Regions from separate parts of the Anser cygnoides genome. Here regions 1 and 3 are each linked to region 2. A link is a contact called in public Hi-C data. All regions are on one chromosome and are shown on one strand. Each heading gives the region's core, a stretch centred on a gene start, on an enhancer-like site or on the middle of the called end of the contact. The rest is flanking DNA. Distances are from core to core; before and after follow the strand shown. Region 1 overlaps BRF1 (BRF1 RNA polymerase III transcription initiation factor subunit). Region 2 holds the start of BTBD6 (BTB domain containing 6). Region 3 overlaps BRF1 (BRF1 RNA polymerase III transcription initiation factor subunit).

Evidence for each region. A called contact is a pair of places that touch in the nucleus more often than the background predicts.
Region 1: a Hi-C map of liver shows a contact between it and region 2, with 3 times the contacts expected there. The contact joins the enhancer-like site here to the promoter of BTBD6 in region 2. A contact is called at or near these places in 2 of 7 Hi-C or Micro-C datasets (both in liver).
Region 3: a Hi-C map of liver shows a contact between it and region 2, with 3 times the contacts expected there. The contact joins the enhancer-like site here to the promoter of BTBD6 in region 2. A contact is called at or near these places in 4 of 7 Hi-C or Micro-C datasets (granulosa cells and liver).

Annotation. Positions count from the first base shown.
Region 1 is chr5:58,955,172-58,958,125 of Taihu_goose_T2T_genome, forward strand. All of the region lies in intron 2 of BRF1 (BRF1 RNA polymerase III transcription initiation factor subunit), which reads right to left. Among named protein-coding and RNA genes, the nearest start is that of BTBD6, 34 kb to the left of the region's middle. Within about 2 kb of position 1,695, at least 1 of the 3 cell types and tissues checked has open chromatin away from gene starts, as enhancers often do. A contact at or near this core is called in liver, where this site is marked.
Region 2 is chr5:58,920,604-58,923,823 of Taihu_goose_T2T_genome, forward strand. BTBD6 (BTB domain containing 6) reads left to right here and starts at 1,777. Exons shown (of 5, transcript XM_048080665.2): 1 at 1,777-2,140; 2 at 2,479-2,770; 3 at 2,892-2,982. The coding sequence starts at 2,568. All of the region lies in intron 2 of BRF1 (BRF1 RNA polymerase III transcription initiation factor subunit), which reads right to left.
Region 3 is chr5:58,976,794-58,979,675 of Taihu_goose_T2T_genome, forward strand. All of the region lies in intron 2 of BRF1 (BRF1 RNA polymerase III transcription initiation factor subunit), which reads right to left. Among named protein-coding and RNA genes, the nearest start is that of BRF1, 27 kb to the right of the region's middle. Within about 2 kb of position 1,343, at least 1 of the 3 cell types and tissues checked has open chromatin away from gene starts, as enhancers often do. A contact at or near this core is called in liver, where this site is marked.

The DNA.
Region 1 (2,954 bases), core at 445-2,944, 34 kb after region 2:
CCACAAAAAATAATCTAGTGAAATGAAGCCATTTGCTTTTGTAAATATTACGTGCATTTTTAACTATACAATTTAAAATCAGGTTTTAATATCTTATGCCTTTGTCAAATTCAACACTTGGACAAACCACATTTTGAACGCAATATTTAATCAAGAGGCCAGTGACTAAAAAGACAGCCCATAACCAAAGAGAAATAGAAACCATTTTTATTAACTTCCCTAACTAGAGTTCTGAAATTTTGTTGATTAGAAAATCTAATTTCAAAAGTTAACTTTTTAATTGGGAACATTAGGGCCTGCTGGCTTCCAGGAAGCTTAGCAGAGGTCAACAGATTGCTGGAGATCTAATTTTTCATTTCTAATAAAGCAAGGAAAAGGGCAAGACTTCCTTCTAAGATGGACCTTGAAGTGTTAGCAGGGGAACAAAGAATGTATCCATCAAAGGCTCTCATGGTGAGGTTACACAAAGCTTCCCATGAACAGTATGGAAGCCAACAGAACCTGATGCTGCTCTCAGGGAAATCAGCTGAACACCTCTTGCAAAATCCAAAAAGGGGAAAAGGTTCAGTGGCTAGCGCCTAATCCAGGAGAAAAGAAACCAATTCCTTACTCCATCTCAGATTTTCTGGGTAACTTTGAATGTGTCACTTAGCTTCAGTTCTGCACCTGGAAAATGAAGATAAATACTCTCAACTTCCCTTACTGTGACATGAAAATAAACACATTAAACCGGGAGGCATTCAAATAGCTTGGCAATAGAGTGCAAGTACTGCAGACAAATAGGAAATAACAAAGTACTGCCCCATTCAGTGAGGAGATGCCCAGGTTTTTTTTCCAAATCCTTCTTGCCTGCTGGCATCCTGCATTGCCTCCATGATCTTTCCTCAAACAAAAGGGTGGCTCGGGGGCAGAGGAAACAGGGTAGGAAAAGTGCCTGACACTTTCTAACCCAGCACAAGCTTGCACACAAGAAACCAAGGCACCAAACTTTCTCCTGTCAGCCTTATACTCCCAGCGCTTACATTTAAGAGGTGTTTTTCTTCAATGTTTGGCAGAAAGGCTCTCCATGAACAATCCAGAGAGGTCTCATTTGGCTACCCTGCACTGACCACGGGGGGAGCCCACGTCTTTCCTCTGACTACAAAACACCGCTGAAGCCACCTGAATAACATGGACAACATCAAGCTGAGAAGGCTGCCCCAGGGGAAAAACCTGCCCTGAACTTACCTCTGCAGGCAAACACTGGGATATTTACACAAGATAGCTGGTGAGGGAACTTTGTGAGGACTCCTCTGATGTGGAAAAGGTTTTATTTACTAAGGTCTAATATGACAGGATTTGGTTTACAGCTAAGGGTGCATTTTCCAAAGAGCATCAAAGGGGAAAAAAAAGGAAAAAAGGGTGGTGATGGAGATAAAAGATATTTACCATGCAAAATGTTACTCATAAAAAGCCCAGGTGGTAGCATCGGAAAATATTACAAACAAAATCATGGACAGTCGTACAGTTTTTTATCGCAGTTGCACGTAGTAAAAAGGATCACAAACAAAATGAAATGTGCCTCAATTTAAACAAACCGATATCCCACCTGGAAAGCCCTAGCCAGCCTCCCATTGTTTCTGGGTGACCCCGGGGCAGCCGCAGCCTGCGGCCCGGCCCTAAGTCACTCCAAGCGCGGCCTGGCGCTTCCCAACTTCTCCCTCTCGGGAACAGCAGGACCAACGAAAGAGCCCTTTGTTTCCATTCAAACATATGTAGGGGTGGAAAAGCTGTTCAAAACATTAAAGAGAAACAACCGAGGACTGTTACTATTCCAAGAAACAAATTACCAGCCGTAGTCGGCGGTGCCCCGAGCGCTCGCAGTGCCAGCTGAAGTCAGATGTCGCTGGAAGTGCTCAGAGCTGCTCAGCCCCAGCAGTACGGCAACCGGCTCCGTCAGACCTGATGGTTTAAAACCAGTAACCCCTTCATACGGATTTTTATTTTTCTTTTCTTTTTCTCTGACACTGATTACACAGACATGTTTTATAAAGAGAATAATAAATTAAAGCTTTGATAGGTAGCTCGCCCAAAGGATGAAACCCCTCCCAAATCCAGCTAATGGCTAGTAAGCCATCTTCCTTTGGAGCATTAACACTGACAAGTAACATAAACAAGGTAAAGGAAAAGCCATGTCAAAGTTACTGCATTGTGGGTTTGTGTGTCAAATAAGCTAAAAGCCATAAACTGATGTAAAATGAACTCGGATCTCAGATGGAGTATTAATCTTTCCAAAGAACTGTAAATAAAAGCTGTACTTGTAATCATTTTTGAAGCTGAAAAAATAGTTCTATAACTTAAAGAAAACAAACTTTTATTTGTATTACGTGAATATTTTGCATTTTGCTATTAATTAAACAACACATAAGAAACAAGAAGAACTTAATGTTTTTCTGTTTCAGGCTGAGATTATTCAGGCATAATTCAGACTGCACCAGCAGACTTGGCTAGAGTTTCCCTCACATTTTCACAGAGGCTGGCTGGCAACACGTACATTATGAAAAAAGAAGAATAAGCAGATATCCACATAAGATAAATACATTCCATTCCCTCAAACTGAGTTCAATGCAGACAATTAAATCCTATTCTCCCCCTCCAAACGCTTCCCACTCCTTTGGTCCTGCCACTGGTGAGTACACACCACCATTTCTCATCACTTCAGCCCCTGGCTATATTTGACTAACTCCCCAGGACAAGTACATACTTTGCTCCTTCTACCATCATATATATTTATTTTAAATGCACTGTCTTCCATTTTAAAGGCTAATCTGTTCCAATCTAATCTCTCTTGCCTCTATGACTCCAGTCACTCCACTCACTTGGGCCACCCAAAATCAAGGCATTATCTTTAAGCTCTAAAAATGCTGCTCATTGCATCTTCTTCCGTGTTATCTCTTTCCTCTAAAATATGTTCA
Region 2 (3,220 bases), core at 527-3,026:
CATTTTTAAGCACTTTTTCACATACATGCCCATTGACACAACTACAGTTTGTTAGAAAAGTAGGGTTTATAAAATTATCAGAAACAAACCCAAAATAGGAGAAGAAGCGCTTCCAGGAGCGATGGGTGCCTGGCACCCAAAGCCCCCCGGTGCCTGCTCTGCCCCCAGCTGCCTGTTTTGGGGCAGGGACCCGGCTCCTGCCAAGGACAGGGGTTGCAGTGGGGGCTCCTCGGCCCCCTCTGGGATCGGGGAGCACCGAGGCAGGTCCGCGTGGCGGCTGCTCTGAGGTCTCTGCCAGCGCTCGTGCCCACGGGTCATTTGCCAAAACATTACACGTCGTTAATTCAAGTTCTGAAAGCTACCAGTCAGAAAATGAATACACGGACGGTTTTTAAGCGAAAAGCCATAAAGAGGCCATAAATGGCCAGGATGCAAAGCTACCAATACATAAATTAAACGTCGGGCCAAAGCTAACACGACCATCTCCGGCATGGGCCGAAAAAAAATAGGAACAAAGACTTCTTAAGATGCTGCTAAACCCAAAGCAGGGCGAACGAACCCTTCTGGGGTTCAACCCAAGTTGCAGCAGCCCAGCACCGCGCTGCGCCCCAAGGAGCCCCCCCTGTCCCCAGGGGCTCAGGTCCTCGCTCAGGGGCTGCTGCTTCGGCTGGGGCAAAACCGGCTTTCCGCAACGGGGGCTGCGACGCAAATGGGTTTATTTATTTATTTATTTTATTTTATTTTTAAGGAAAGGCGCAGCTCCCTATCCCACCTGCAGAAGTGGCAGGAAGAGTGAAAAACTCCCAGTGCAGTGTTTAAGAGAGCCTTCCCCGGCAGTAACGGGGCTGCAGGGCGGGCGAGGAGCACGGGGGGAGCGAGGAGGGGGCACTGTGAGGGCCTCAGGGTGATGAAATAATAAATGTAGGAAAAAAAAGGGGGGAAATCAATAAAGGGGAAAAAATAAAGAGGGAAAAAACAGGGGGAAAAAAGAGGGGAGAAAAGGGGTAAAAAGGGGGGGGAGAAAAGGGGAAAAAAAGGGGGGGGGAGAGAGGGAAAAAAGGGGGAAAATACAAAGGGGAAATAAATAAAAGGAGAAAAATAAAGGGGGAAAAATAATGGGGTGAAAAAATAAAGGGCAGAATAAACGGGGGAAAAAATAAAGGGGATAAATAAAGGGGGGGAATAAAGAGGGGGAATAAAGGGAGGGGTTGAAGGGGGAAAAAATAGGGGGAAAGAATAAAGTGGGAAAAATAGGGGGGAAAGTAAAGTGGGAAAAAATAAATGGGGAAAAATTAAAGGGGGGTGGAAATAAAAGGGAAAACTAAAGTGGGAAACCGGGGTGTGGGGGCAGTACCCGCCAGAAAGGCTCCGGGAGGAGGCCCCGGGCCCCCCCCCGGTCCGCACAGCCCATCCCATCCATCCCACCCCCCCCATCCCACCCCATCCCACCCCCCCCCGCCCCAGCGCGGGGCAGCGGCGCCCCCGCCCGGTGCGGCCGGGAAGTGCGGCGGGGCGGGGCGGGGCCGGCTCGGCCGCGCTCGGCTCTCCTCGGCACATCTCGGCTGCGCTCGGAAGCGCTCGGCACATCTCGGCGGTGCTCGGCGCTGCGCACGGCCCCGGCCGCTCTGCGCCCCCAGGCGGGCGTCGGAGACTGGGGAAGGGTGGGAAGGAGGAGGAGGGGGGGGGGGGGGGCGGCTCCCCCCGGCTCCCCGGATTGGCGGGGGCGGCCGTGACGCGCGGCGCGGCGCTGCCTATTAGGGCGGGAGGCGGAGGCAGGGCCCGGCAGAGCCGAGCGGAGCCGAAGGGAGCCGAGCGGGGCCGAGCCGCGTCCCGCCGCCGCCGTGAGGGGAGCGCCGAGGGGCAGCGACGCCCCCGCGGCGGGGCGAGGAGGAGGAAACTTGGTGCGGGGCAGCCGGAGCCGCCCCGGGCCCGGCCCCTGCCCCTGCCCCGCCGCCGATGTGCCCCCGCAGCCGCCGCCGCCGGGCGGGGAAGGACGGAGCCGGGCGCGATCGTTCGCAGCAGCAGCGGGGAGCCGGCGGGTGGCTGCGCCTCGGCGGGCTGTAGCGGCTGGAGGACCCGGGGACTGACTGTCGCTCCTCAACCCTGCGTCTGCTCTGCTGGATCTGTGGCTTTTTCGGTGGTGTGTGCTTGGTTTTTTTTTTTTTTCTATTTTTCTATTTTTTTTTTTAAATATATTTTTTTTCCTCGGGGGGAAGGAGCTGCCTGCCAGCCCTGCTCGCTGCAGTCGTGGCGGCGGCGCGGAGGCTGGGCAGCCCCCCTTGGAGCCAAGGAGAAAAAAAGAGGAAAAAGAAAGGAGGAAAAAAAAAAAGAGGTCACCCCGCACCTAGAAGCGAACCGCGTCTCCTGCTAGCGGGACCTGCGCTTGGGATCTGTTAGTTCTCTTGCTCATGCCACTGCCCCATGGTTGCCTCAATGGCAGGATCATGAAGTGTTTGACTTTTTTTCTTCTGCTTCCAGAGACCTTAAAGAAGTCCAAAAAGAGCGTGAGGCCAAACGGCAAGGTGCCAGGATGCTATGAGATAGTGCCCCTGGCCCTGAAGAAGAAGATGGCTGCAGAACTTTACCCTGCCAGCGCCAACACCAACATCGCCAACAGCAACGCCGCCGCCACCGCTGCCAACAGCAAGAAGAACGCGCTGCAGCTCCAGCAGAGCGCCCAGCCGCCCCCGCCGCCCCAGCTCCAGAACCTCAACAACAACAACTTGGAGAGCGCCAACTGGCAGTCCTTCCACCCCACGCTGCGCGAGAGGTAAGGGACGAGGGACAAGGGGCAACCGGCCCCGCCGCCGGGCTGGTGGCTTCGGGGGGCGACGGGGGGCTGCCCGCCCCAGAGCGGCCTCCACACCTCCCTCCCTTCCCCTCGCTTGCAGGAACGCGCTGATGTTCAATAACGAACTCATGGCTGACGTCCACTTCATCGTGGGCCCGCCAGGGGCATCCAAGAAAGTTCCTGCCCATAAGGTTTGTGCGGAGCATTATTTTTGTTCCCCCCCCCCCCCCCCCCCCCCACTTTTTGTGATGCTGCTGAGTATATCCCCTCTCTACCCCACCCCCATGACAACTCTTTTCCATTTTTTTCTTAATTATCCTTCTTGCCTAATCCCAGAAGTAATTCACATATATGGCAGTTAAAGGGAACTGTCTAAGGCGGGCGCCTGCCTCAGCTGCAGCTTTTAACTTTCCCTAAGTGTAGCTCTTA
Region 3 (2,882 bases), core at 93-2,592, 56 kb after region 2:
GGCTCTGTAACACCCTGAACGTAACAAGACAACTTCCAATGGTTAGCACCAGCGCTATGCCCCACGAGACTCTGCAGTGTTTACGTCTCCCTTTTAGACAAGGCAACGTGATGCTTCCCAAAAGGCCAGAGCACCAAAGATGGCTGTGTCTTATACATCAGTTCTCTGTGTCTTATACATCAGTTCTGAAAGGACAGGGAAGAGGTGACCTTCAGGTTTAGCACGTTCTGTATGACCACCAAAGTAGCTCAGTACGACCTCAGACCAGACCTACTGCTTGGTTTCTGGAGAGCTATTCCATATTCTGGAAAGCTACCCGTTCTCAGAAATTCATCCTAAATGGGCTACTGAACCCTGCACAGCTCCCTTTGGAGCAATACTAAGTTCATGATTCCCACCATAAAAATGGCATGGAACATTTTCCCTGAATAATGACTTATGGAAGTCAAACAGTACAGATAAGGTACAGACGTAAATATTCGTATGCATTCTCTCTAGTGTGTGACAACCATACACAAGAACCCGTGTCTAATCCCGGTACCAGAACCCAGCTCTGTGTATACCCCTGAAATCTGGAACTAAGATCCTAAACTGCTTCCTCAACATTACACATCTCATAATATACTGCCCAAAAGTACTAATGATCAACTGTGTAGTTTCCGAGTACATGAAGGAAAAAATATACTGCCTAACGCTAAAAATCCAAACTCTAATTGATTTTGTTAAAGAAAAATTACAGGCTCATCAGCATATTTCTCAGGGAAGCACAGAGTTGAACGTAATTAGCCACTTGCTTAGTTGCATTCAGTGCTAATGACCTTTCTTTGAAGAAAGATCCACGTTTGTTTGATTTTGCTATTGCTCAAACTTAAGAGAAGCCTCTTTCAGTTGAAGCAGGAGTAATCTGACCTGACTTTAGAACAGCTAAGCAATCAATTACCTTTTCACTTAATTTATGCTGTGTTTGTTTGGGACAGCTTTGTTTTAACAGTATAAAGGCTTTAAATCTAGGTGATTAAAGCCAGACTTCTAGATACATATTTGGGAGCCCAAAGAACAATGCCAAGCAAACACAGCTCCTGCTGACATCCAGAGGAGGTCTAAAGAGCACAGCTCAAAAACAGGTTTAAGCATGCTGAACCTAACTTCTTACCTACGCTGCAGCTTGGGTTCAAGAAGATACGTACTTTTTCTCTGCTTTATAAATTATCATTTGCTTGTAATTTCTATCAGAAACTAATCAATGAGTAGTAAAAAAAAATAAAAAATTAATGTGTGAAGCAATACAATTCATTTTTGAAGTGTTACATTCTCAGGGTAGGAAGTCACAACTAAAGTGATAGCCACGCTAATGCCTTCAGGAGAGATATCCTTTGACAACCTTTTCCCTCCCACAATTACTTAACCCTCCTTCATTTTACCTACATATTTGACAGTACTTAGGTTTAGTCTACATGGCCTAGTATTTAATTGTCCGTATTGTCCAAATTATTCAATTACTTGAGTACAAAACGACACTACAAATCTTCACTCAAAGGAACAGTTTGCAACTTTTTTTCCCATTTCACAGTTCATCCACGAATAGGCACTTCCACAAAACCTTTGGAGAAAAAGAAAATTTCTTTACAACGTTAACTAGTATACGACTTTAGAAAAAATGACTATTTTGGATGTATGAAGTTGTTTGGTTTTTTCCTAGAAAAAAGAAGGGGAACATGACATGTATTGAACATATTAAAAAAAGTCACATAGCCTGATTTTTTTTTTGTAAGGAGCCTCCTCCCATAACAGGCTGGAGTTCTTGTCTTTCAAAAACTGAAGATTAAATTAAATGCTATTCAGGAAACCAGTTATTTTCAGCTTATGAAGAGACATCGCTCTTCATTCTTCAACCTTTGATAAAACATGCAGTACTTGCATGTTATCCTCCCTCATTACCTAATGAGAAACTTCATAAGCTCATCACCCAAGTAGAAATCACCTAGGCTACAGCCCAGATACGGTCCCACACACCCAGCACGCAACCTCTTGCATTATCCCACACACATTATCCCTTTTTTACAGCAGAAATGGTCCTAAACAACAACGTGGGAAGTTTCACACTGAGCAGCCAGAAGAGCAAAACCAAAATTCTCAGGAAGAGCTCTAATTTAAAGACATGATTAAAGAAAAAAACTTTCTTGCCACTCCTCCCATGAAATTACAGTTGAATAATTACGACAACGGCATTTTCTTTTAGAATTTGAGCTTTATTAACAAGCGCTTTTATCAGTGTGTAACAGCACCACCTGGCGACCTTAGTGAGCACCTTAAGAAAATTGTATGGCAAAGTTAAGGTACAGTAATCAGCATAGAAAAAACATTTTAGTTCTGGTTCTGTATAATTTGGATTCTTTTCAATTAGAAATACATGCACTTTTTATCAGTAAATAGTAACATTTTATGATTCTGCTAAAGAAAGAGCTAAACTCGGCTCTAACACCTGACTTCTGCTGGTAAAAGGGGAAAAGCTCTTGACACGGTAACAGCCAATTTAGTAAAATTCTGGAATTCATTCAAATGTTAGAGTATAACAGGTTAATGAACTGTTTATTTAATGGTTTGGTTTATAGTTCATACAGATGAAAGGCCACCTCAGAATTAGAAACAGCCACGCCTAAGTTATTAAAATCACTTGAAAAATCAAACTGAATGTCATGTATGCTATATATTCTAATTGATTAATATATAAACAGAATTAGCATTTTGGTCCTAACGCATTAAGAATTTTACTTTACTGCTGTTCCAGTGAAGTATCTCAGAACAGCTAATACATGTTGCTGAAAAAATCCTTAGGGATCGTGAAATGAAAAAGTACTCCCTGAAGACGTAGCGAGCGACAA